Regions from separate parts of the Mus musculus genome. Here region 2 is linked to region 1. Evidence: chromatin contacts called from public Hi-C data. All regions are on one chromosome and are shown on one strand. Each heading gives the region's core, a stretch centred on a gene start, on an enhancer-like site or on the middle of the called end of the contact. The rest is flanking DNA. Distances are from core to core; before and after follow the strand shown. Region 1 has its middle 16 kb from the start of Zfp395. Region 2 overlaps Dpysl2 (dihydropyrimidinase-like 2).

Region 1 (4,912 bases), core at 1,652-4,151:
CTGGGATTATACATGTGCACCAACATGACCAACTGAAACAATACTTTTTAATTGCAACCCTTTGGTAGTATGTCATAACTACTTTTTAATCAGAAGAGATGTCTATGGAACTGTTGAGCTCAGTTTTCAACCTGCCCATTTGCCTGTAGCAAAAATGAGAATGATAGGCTGGCTAAACAGACCACTGGGTAGTTAAGAGCATTTGCTGCTCTCAAAGAGGACCTGAATTTAGTTCCTAGCACCCTCATGGTGGTTCACAACCATTAGTAACCATTTGTCAGTTCTGGGGATGTGACAACCTCTCCTGACCTCTTCAGGTTCCTATGTGTATGTGGTGCACAAACATACACTCAGGCACATACACTAAAATAAATATTTTTTTAAAATGAAAATGATTATTAATAAAAGTCACTAGGCTGGCAAGAGTCTAACTTTATGGGCGTCAATGAGGAAGTAGCACACCCCGACAGAAGGTGAGGGTTAAATGAGATATCCCAATGAAAGTATCTAGTCTTCAGCAGGCATACTGCTTCTCTTGAACACCCTCTCCGGAGCTTCTCTGCTCCCTGACAATATCATGTTCATTTGGAAATGAAATAGATGAAAACTAGTTGGTAGCGTCTCCTGTGAGTGGGAGATGACTATACAGCAAGCAACTGTCTGCAAAAGATGCAAATCAGACCGAGCTGGCAGATCTCTGCCCGGTACCCAGTCTTGCTTCAGCACCCTGTTCACTGATTTCAGGGTTGTTGTTGTTGTTGTTTTTTTGTCTTTATTACCCATAGACAAAGGTCAAAATTTATCCCATAAGTTAGAATTTCTCTAAATCTGGCCTCATCAACCCTCCAACACCTTGTCATACCGAGACTCAACACAAACCTCTCTTCTAAGCCAACTGGTTTCCTTGTTCGCCCCTATAAACGCCCATTGCAGCCTTAGTAAGACGCCGCTTCCTCTCTCACAACTTCTCTTTCCCTGGGGTCCAAATCTTACTGAGCCAGGACCACCACTCAGGTCCTCTCTTGTAGTGAGTGTCCCTGATATCTGAATGAAGTTCTCTTGGCTCTTGCAAGTCCCGTGTAGTGTGAGTGTGTGTGTGTGTGTGTGTGTGTGTGTGTGTGTGTGTGTGAGAGAGAGAGAGAGAGAGAGAGAGAGAGAGAGAGAGAGAGAGAGATTGAGAAAATGTATGTGTGTGTGGCCATGCGTGAGAGACCAGGACATTGGATATCCTGTTTTATGACTCTTGGCCTTATTTCCTTGAGACAGGATTTTTTTAATGTACCTGGAGCTAGGTCAGTAAGCCCCAGTGATCCTATGCCCCAACAAAGTACTGTTTTACAAGTGTTCACACAGGCAGACACTGGGATTTGAACTCAGTGCTCATGCTTGTGCACTCTTACCCACCGAACTCTCCCCAGCTCCAGCTCCCACCCTTTGTACTATTTTCCCTTCCAACTCCTGCATGATGGCCCTAACAGTCAGCTGGGAAGCAGAAACTTGGTTCTAAGTCTCACTGGCTGTATACCCCAGGTAATACCTCTCTTGGCTTCCTATAATTCTGGAGTTGCATAAGGAAGCAAAAATTCCTTTAAATATGTTTAAGATTTATCTCTGTTCTATGTGTACGTGTGAGAGACTGCATGGGTGTATGGGTACAGAGAAATTCTGCCTCATAAAATAAAAAAAGAAGGAAAGAAGGAAGGAAGGAAGGAAGGAAGGGAGGAAGGGAGGAAGGGAGGAAGGGAGGAAGGGAGGAAGGGAGGGAGGGAAGAAGGAAGGGAGATAAAGTTATGGGCCCAGAGGGTAATGTATATAAGTTTTCATTTAACACACATTGAAACATTTGTTAACCACCAGTACCCACAGGATGGAGTTGAGGCTAATAGAGAGACCTGATAAAGGAGAGAGAGCAAAAAGGCTCCATCTGAAGAAACTTGAGCACACTATCACTTGTGTAATTTATGGAATGAGGGGTCAGAATAAAAGACCAGGGTCTTGTAGTGTCTCCCTGTCCTGTCTGGGTCTATGGCCAGCTTCTTTCTCAGACTCCCATCTTCGTCCTGTTCCAGACCCCACCATCCACACCTCTTTCCTTGGCACCACAGATCGTTCACTGCACATTCCTTCCACTTAGAAACGTGTTCGGTGCTGGATCAGGTAGTTCAAGTCTGTAAGCTCAGCTGTTTGGGAAAGAGAGTCACAAGTTCTCAAACTAATCTGTACAAAGAAGAATGGGGGTGTAGCTCAGTGGTGGACGGCTACAATAACAGGAACAAGGTCTGGGTTGAATCCCACAAGATTTCAAGGGTTACTAGCCATAAGATGCATTTGCCTTAGCCTGTAAAGAGATCCCCTGTTTGTTCCTCCATCCTTCCCCCCAAAAAACCTTGACTTCAGGCCCCTAAAGCCTTGTCAGGCTGCTGCAGGTACTAGCAGGGAGCACGTTAAAAAGACAACAGTGTGTGACCAGTCCTGAGTGATTTTTTTTTTTTTTTATTAGCTTGGATGCCAATCCCTATTCTGAACACCTTATCTACTGGTGTTACTCTGTGCATCATCTCTGTTAGGTAGTTACTGTCGCTCCTCCTCCGGGTTATAAGTTATCTCTGGAATCCAGCAAAGATTTGCCTAAGATAACAAGTAGGTGAAGAAAGGGGCTGCGGAATTCTGGCCTGAACAATCCTTCCTCTTGTCACAGGCACAAGAAAGTACTGCTGGGAAGGCCTCCCACCTCTCTTTGCCAGCTATGCCTAGCTCCATTATAGCAGTTGTGCTGTCCCCGGATGAGGCGGGGGCTGAGACTGGGCTGCAGGTTTGGAGTGGTCAGTCATTTGACACTGACCAGTAAGAGACCAGACAGAAGCAACAGGAGGTGGAGTCTGACAGTGGATCTCTTCAGTCCTGAACCTCAAGTTCGCTCACCTTCTAGGAAAGGGCGACCAGCGCCACCCTGACCGCGCAGGGGTGCGCGTTTACGCCGCCGGAATGTATACGTTTAAGGACCGAAAGGCCGATTCTGGGGCTCAGGCAGCGACTTTAAGAGGTTCAGCCGAGCAGAGGCTATAGGGAAGATGGAGCAAAGCGCGTTGCGCCTGCAGAAACAGAAGCGGCATACACGCCGCCACGAAGCCCAGCCCGGCTCGCGGGCTGGAGCAGAGCCAGGCCGCGCAGGCCTCGGGGCGGGGCGGGACGGGATCTGGCCACGCCCCCAGCTTATTTTTCTCTCCGGCCCATAGCGCGAGTCACGTGGGCGGGGCCGCGTGGGCGGGGCGGTCCCTTGGGAGGAGGCTGGCTGAAGGCTCCGGGCCTCTAGCGCTCCGGGACCCGGCGAGAGAAGGAACGGAGGGGTGGGAGTGGAAGAAGGCATGCGGGCGGGGCCTGTCGTGGGGGCGGGGCCTGTTGCTAGGGCTGGCGCAGGAAACTGGGCTCAGGGGCCCGGCTTACTGGCTGCGGGCTCCGGCTGCTTGTTTACTCCTGGCGGGGGAGCAGTAACCCGGTGTTGGCGGAGGGGGGTGGGAGAGCAAGCGCGAAAACGTGGCCCGGAGTTCCAAGCTGAGGGAGCGGAACGGGCTGGGGGCCGGGGCTGCGGTGGGCCTGGATAGGAGCTGGATGATCCGGCGCAGCGCAGTCTTCAAACAAGTTCCTAGTGGCTGCACAGCTCCTCCTGGCCTTTGCGCCTTCCACCCTGCACACACAGTACTGTGGTTGGTGAAGGGTTGCATGCACATCGTTTTTTTAGGCCCTGAATTTCTTGGATCCTTTAGGATAGGACTATGGAGCGGTGTTTCTAGTGTTGCTGCTCGAAGAGGTGGACGCCTGCTGCGTGCTTGTTCCTGAGTGGGTCTCTGCCACTTTTTTTTTTTTTTCCAGGAACTGATTCATTTGCTGGTCCTCACGTAGTTCACATGCTTGCATCTGGCCACAATACACACAAATAAGCCCTTTGGGGGTTGTTCTAGGCAATTCAATAGCTTGTGCTTGGTTTTTCTAACTAGGATGAGCCAGAGGGCTGCTCACACAACCTAATGTGCTCCACAAATGAACTCGCAAAAATTAGCGAACACCGGGCAATACCTTCCTCAAATGAGTTTCCATTCATCTGAAAAATACAAAGCACGGAGAAACTGTAGCTGTACGTGGTATTTGCTACTGTATCCATTACCACTACCTAACCGGTTTATATCTGAGGACTTGAAGCACACCACATAAAGACTCTAGTCAGTCAGAAGTCACAAACATAGAGAAGGAAGGGAACAGGAGGCTTTTGAATTACCCCACCCCCCAAAGCGCTGACCCTATTGTGTGAGGACGTGTGATTTTCTGTCATTAGTGTCTCTAATTTGGAACATCAGTCCTCTATTCCCTGGTGTTAGTTATTAAAGATGTATTATTATCTTAGATTGTGTGTGTGCTTGCATGTGGGTATATGTGAGTGAGTGCAGGTTCCCAAATGACCAGAGGTGCTGCATCTCCCGAAGCTGGAGTTCCAGGCTGTGGTGCACTGCCCAGTGTGGGGAACTGACCTCCAGTCCTCTGGAACAGCAGCAGCCCTCTTAACTCCTCTGCCAGCTCTCCCTGTGGTTTCATTTGGCTTCACCATCCTAGAATCCTACCCTTTCTGGGATCAGTGGTCTAGTGGGTGGGGCTTTTTATCACCGCAGTCAATTACAAGTCGTCTCCCCCAACCCCCATGACAAACAAGGAGGTAGTTGGGAGAGAAAAGGCTGTTTTCTGCTAGAGTTGCTAAGTTGAAATGTCAGAGTTGTGAGTTGCCAACAAACTGTGTTCCCTAATATATGAAGGAAGTCCTTTCAGGGGAAGGGAGGCTCTTTTGAGGTAGGAAAAATAAATGAAACTACTAAGATAAACGGACATGAGAAATTTAGAGACTAAATCATTACAAATAGGTTTA
Region 2 (4,912 bases), core at 1,312-3,811, 1.5 Mb after region 1:
GCTGGAGCTTAAGAGAGTATTTGGCACATAGAAGGCCCAGGAAAAAAAAAAACAAACTTTAATTAATGAAGGAAAATACTTGTAGTTGCATATCTTAGTGAACTTTCTGCTCAATTCAGTGCAGGAACATAAAAAGGGATGAGAAAGAAGCATCTAGACTGACCGATCGGTTACCATGAACTGTAACTGTTAACTCTCTGTAAAGACACTCAATGGAAAATTCCTAGGAAATCATTATCTGGGAATAGGATATTGGTGCCAGTCTCCAAGACTTCTGGGTGTTTAAAAGTTAAATGCTTGACAACAAGGATGAATCTATCTATTCTGCATTCACAGTCTCTTCCAGAGCCCACCTCCCTACAATTCCTCACCCAACACCAACCAGGAAAGGGCAAGCATTGGTGTCCCTGTGAGACAGTCCTTATGGTAGTAACACCCCAAGCATCTGGCGCAGTCTTGGGGAATAAACTGAAGGGGGAGTTGAGACTGACTTCAGCCGCCCCCTGGACTCCCAGACAGTCCCCATGCTCAGCAGATATACAGAGCTTCAAAGCAAACCTCTTCTTGCAGAGAAGAAAAAGACACCTCCCAATAGTAGTGTTTGCCTACGTGCTCAGAGCCCAGTGGCCTTTAGCTGGGCCTGTTGGCATAGGCTTGTACCTGCAGCTACTCAGGACGCCGAGGCAGGAGAAACACAAGATTCACTGCTGGTCTGTCCAGCTTTCCATGACCGTATCTCAAAATAAAGAAGTAGAAAAGCACATTGTGCTTTCTTTCCTTTCACTTCTGGTTTTTGTTTGGTTGGGATTTTTTTTGTGTTTTGTTTTGTTTTGTTCAGATAAAATAGATGCTGTGCAGCATGCAGCCTGATCTCATAGTACGTGTTAATGATTGGTACATAAATAAATAGGCTTTGTCGCTTCGTTGTTACGGGGAAAAAAACAAAAGGCTTTTCCACATCACCACCATGCCAAAAACCACACCAGACTCAGTTTATTTTGGGCACAGTCACTGTGGTGGGTCTTGGTTCCAGCCACACAGCTCCCTACCCCCACCCCCTGGTCCTTGGAACTTCAGTGGAATTTTGTTCGCAAAGCTTGTTCTTGTGAGAAGAGGGGACAAGGAACAAAGCTGCCTACAGTTTATGTTGTTTCTCCTAACTGCTAGGAGCCTCATTAATCTTGAAATGAACCTCAGAATCATACAAGGAGCCCCTAGGAAAATATCCCCATGACTATATTTTCTAAAGTTATATTTTGAGTAGATTGGACAGAGAAAGGCTCTAACTCAGGGCCTTGTGCTTGCTGGGCAAGCATCTCTTGTGTAGGCACGCCCTCATCCTCTGAAGTTGTTCCTTCCTCTCCATCATTCTTCATCCTTCCTCCCTAATCCATACCTTTGTCCTATGTGCCTCCTATACTGTGTGGTGCAACTCAGCCCCGAGCCTGGCGGGAGGGTAGATCTCTTTTCTTTCTTTCTTTCTTTCTTTCTTTCTTTCTTTCTTTCTTTCTTTCTTTCTTTCTTTCTTTGTACTCACAGTGCTAAGAACTTGTGACAGAGTCTTGCTGACAGCTCACCCTTGTAAAGAGTGCAGCAGGAGAGCTTTATGTTTTGAAAAGATGGCTTGTGGAGATGAATGGAGTAGAGATAACACCCACCCTGGCTTTATAAGGTGCTTATGCCAGGAAGTGGGGTGGTGAGCTGAAGGCTGTCAATCTGATGCTCCAGGGTGACTAGCTAGCTGCTCTCAGTTCCTCAGTAGTTTGCCCAATACAGTATCTGTCCAGACCCAGCCCTCCAAGGTTCTTAGTTTCATTTTCCTTCCATGTGGAAAGCTGAAGTGACCATTTCTGCTTCTGAGGCGCTGCGGAAGCCCAACATTGAGAATATCACAGGGAAGGGACACTCGGAAACAAAATGCTGACGGGAAGATCGGAATCTAGATGTGGCCAAGAAGAAAACCGCAACACCCCCCTGAGCCATTGCGGCCAGTTACCCAGAGCTGCAGCCTCCGTCCGATGTGGTCTGCAGAGGTTAGGATGACACAGCGGCCAAGAGAAGGAGCAGGGATCCTGGGTTGCCAAAACCAAAAGGCTCTGACCAGGGTGCTGGGCTGCAGATGGGTGCAGGCAAGGATGACTGCTTTTCTGACTATGAAACCCCAAAGGGCCCAGATTGCCAAAGGACAGCTAAGCAGACATACATGAGACCAGACCAGCTACCACCTTCCATGGGTGCATCTTTTGGGTGTGGCTCAGTGAGGATCATCAGAACAGTCATAGACTACTTTTACCAGAACTGGGCCATATGAACTACCCGCCCCCTTTGGGCTCTGAAAGGGTCCTGAAGATCCCCTGACTACATGAGGCCAAGACGGGTATTGGGACACAAAGGAAATCAGGGTATTCCACAGAAGCAAACAGAATCGAGCTTTCTCTTCCAGCCTCCAGTTGGCACAGACACCACCCAAAGGATCTCAGGATTACACACACTGCACCCTGGTATGTGTGAATACAGAATGTCCTTGAGGTCTCTGTCCCTGATGGAGACACCCAGACCTAGCTGGCCTTCCTGTCTCAGGTCTTCCCCCTGGTGGCCAATGAAGAGTATGCACATAGTTCACTCCTTTATCCTGGAGCATTGGGGTTTCACACTGGGAGAGGGCTTTTAAGTCCCAGTGATATGAGCCAGTCTGCCCACCAATTATCTGACCCTGCCTCCACCCTCAGGGCCTGAATCTTCCACAGCTGAGTTCAGCAAGATTATTTTCCTCTGTGCACTGAGCCACAGGACCAAACCTTCTATTTCTGAAAGTGGAAACCAAGAAACTGAGCTAGCAGGAAGCTTTCACCCCTACTGAGAACTTCCTCTCCTCTCCAAAGTGCAGTGTGGCCTGCTCTTTCATTCTACAAAAGAGGGCTAAACATCACTGCTAGCTTTCCGCTTCTCTGGCTTTCAATATCAATCCAATCGGATGCAATGTCACTGTGCAGCTAATAAGGTAGGAACCAGCATCTATGGAGAACAGACTGACACCGTCAGTCATGGTGCTGAGACCTTGAACACATAATCCATGTGCAGGTCTGGCTCAGTGGGAGAGTTGGCTCCCAAAATGCAACGTCCTGAATTTGACCCCCAACAAAGTTCAAATTCAATACCAAAAAAAAAAAAAAAAAAAACAATACAAATCTTTCATCTTTCCCCAAGCCCTACCAGGGCTTCCCATCCTATCATATAGATGGAGAAAGTGAAGCCCAAAGAGGCCTCAAATAAAGCACAGCTTCTTGCTGGAGCAAGAGAAATATTCAAATCCAAGAACCCCTTAGTTCAGCAAGCCTGTTGTCTTCATGATAAAGCACTTGATTTGGAGAACTCAGGCTCTGCCTTGTATGGGAGCAAGGTTTGGCTGATCTACCTGACATCTCTGTCTTCACTGATTTCTATCCTTGACCCCCCACTCCAAAACACTTTCCCTTATCCCCCAAATCCATCCCTTTCTTGTCTTATTTCTCCCTGCCCCCAACTAAAACCAGTTTCTCCGGGCAGCCTTGGACTTCCGGTCATGAGAACCAGCACAGATGGATACCAACGTTTAAATGAAACAGTGCTTAGTGTTTCTCCCCACTGGAAGGATAACGTTCACCTCATAGGCCTGTGGAGGTCTAGATGCACAGTGAGTATATCTATCAATACATTCAGGGCACAATGGACAAAAACAGATGGCGAAATCCCCCACTGGCCCAACATTCTTAAATCTTCACTATTCATCAGAATTACAGAATTACCAGAGTCTGGCCTACGTTTGCATGCAAGACAGCAGAGCCACTGCAGGAGTTGTTGCCTCTGACCTTCAGTCTTAGCAAACTGGCCCCACAGCAACACTTCATAAAGCAACCCTGACAGAGTGTGTCCATGTCTGAGAGCAAACCTCTCCTGGAGTGAGAGTCTGTCTCCCACTCCCTTTCTAATCAGGGAGCGACACTTTGCCAACAGAGATCTTGCAGCAAGGGAGACATGCTGCACCTGCTGTGCCCCCAACCAAGTCACCTCTCACCCCATGTGGCTGGGGAGCCCTATGACATGGCTAGAGTGATTGAGTTTTTTTTTTTTTTTAGGTTTATTTCACCCAAATTAAACTGATTTTCATGTAAGTACCCACCTGAAGCATGTACCAATCACTCCTATGCTAAAGTCATAAAACCTGAGGTCTGCTTGTTATAGCAGCAAAATTCTGGCTACACTGACTGCTATCACTGTGACGGTTTGTTATGCTCCTCCCAGGGAGTGGCACTATTAGAAGGTGTAGCCCTGCTCGAGTGGCTGTGTCACTGTGAACGTGGGCTTTAAGACCCTCATCCTAGCTGCCTAGAAGCCAGTATTCCACTAGCAGCCTTCAGGTGAATATGTAGAACTCTCAGCTCTGCCTGCACCATGCCTGCTTGGATGCTGCCATGTTCCTGCCTTGATGATAATGGACTGAAGCTCTGAACCTGTAAGCCAGTCCTAATGAAATGTAAGAGTTACCTTGGTCATGGTGTCTGTTCAGAGCAGTAAAACCCTAACTAAGGCAATCACAATGTCGAGATCTTTAAATCCATATGAAATCCGTACATACACATTCTGTCTCCTCCCCTTCTTCCTGAAGGCCTTCTCCTTCCAGCCCCTCCTGCCTTCATTCTCATGGCCTCAGTGACTTGGACTGACCATTCTCAAAGCTGTCTGAGCCCTTGTTTCCTCACTCTGTCACCAAGAGTGAAAGAATCCCTTCTTCTTTCCCAGGTGAACTTCATGGTCCAACGTTTGCACAGCACCCTTCTGTTCCTCGGCCTGATAGATGTCCTTGATTCTGTCACCCTGCCCCCATCTCTCAAGAGCTAACAGAACTTGACCATCTTTGTGGCTCATGCTGAGG

Evidence for each region. A called contact is a pair of places that touch in the nucleus more often than the background predicts.
Region 2: a contact with region 1 is called in a Hi-C map of CD8 T cells, with 4 times the contacts expected there. The contact joins two enhancer-like sites. A contact is called at or near these places in 1 of 39 promoter capture datasets (pre-B cells), 2 of 484 Hi-C or Micro-C datasets (B cells and CD8 T cells), 2 of 115 datasets of contacts at active chromatin or transcription factors (large pre-B cells and pro-B cells) and 1 of 9 other capture datasets (adipose tissue).

What each region holds. Positions count from the first base shown.
Region 1 is chr14:65,340,525-65,345,436 of GRCm38.p6, forward strand. No RefSeq gene overlaps it. Among named protein-coding and RNA genes, the nearest start is that of Zfp395, 16 kb to the right of the region's middle. Within about 2 kb of position 2,902, at least 394 of the 459 cell types and tissues checked have an H3K27ac peak or open chromatin away from gene starts, as enhancers often do. A contact at or near this core is called in CD8 T cells, adipose tissue and pro-B cells, where this site is marked.
Region 2 is chr14:66,870,965-66,875,876 of GRCm38.p6, forward strand. The region is part of intron 1 of Dpysl2 (dihydropyrimidinase-like 2); the gene reads right to left. Gm5464 (predicted gene 5464) reads left to right here. Exons shown (of 1, transcript NR_157372.1): 1 at 1-41. Among named protein-coding and RNA genes, the nearest start is that of Gm5464, 4.6 kb to the left of the region's middle. Within about 2 kb of position 2,562, at least 55 of the 459 cell types and tissues checked have an H3K27ac peak or open chromatin away from gene starts, as enhancers often do. A contact at or near this core is called in CD8 T cells, adipose tissue and pro-B cells, where this site is marked.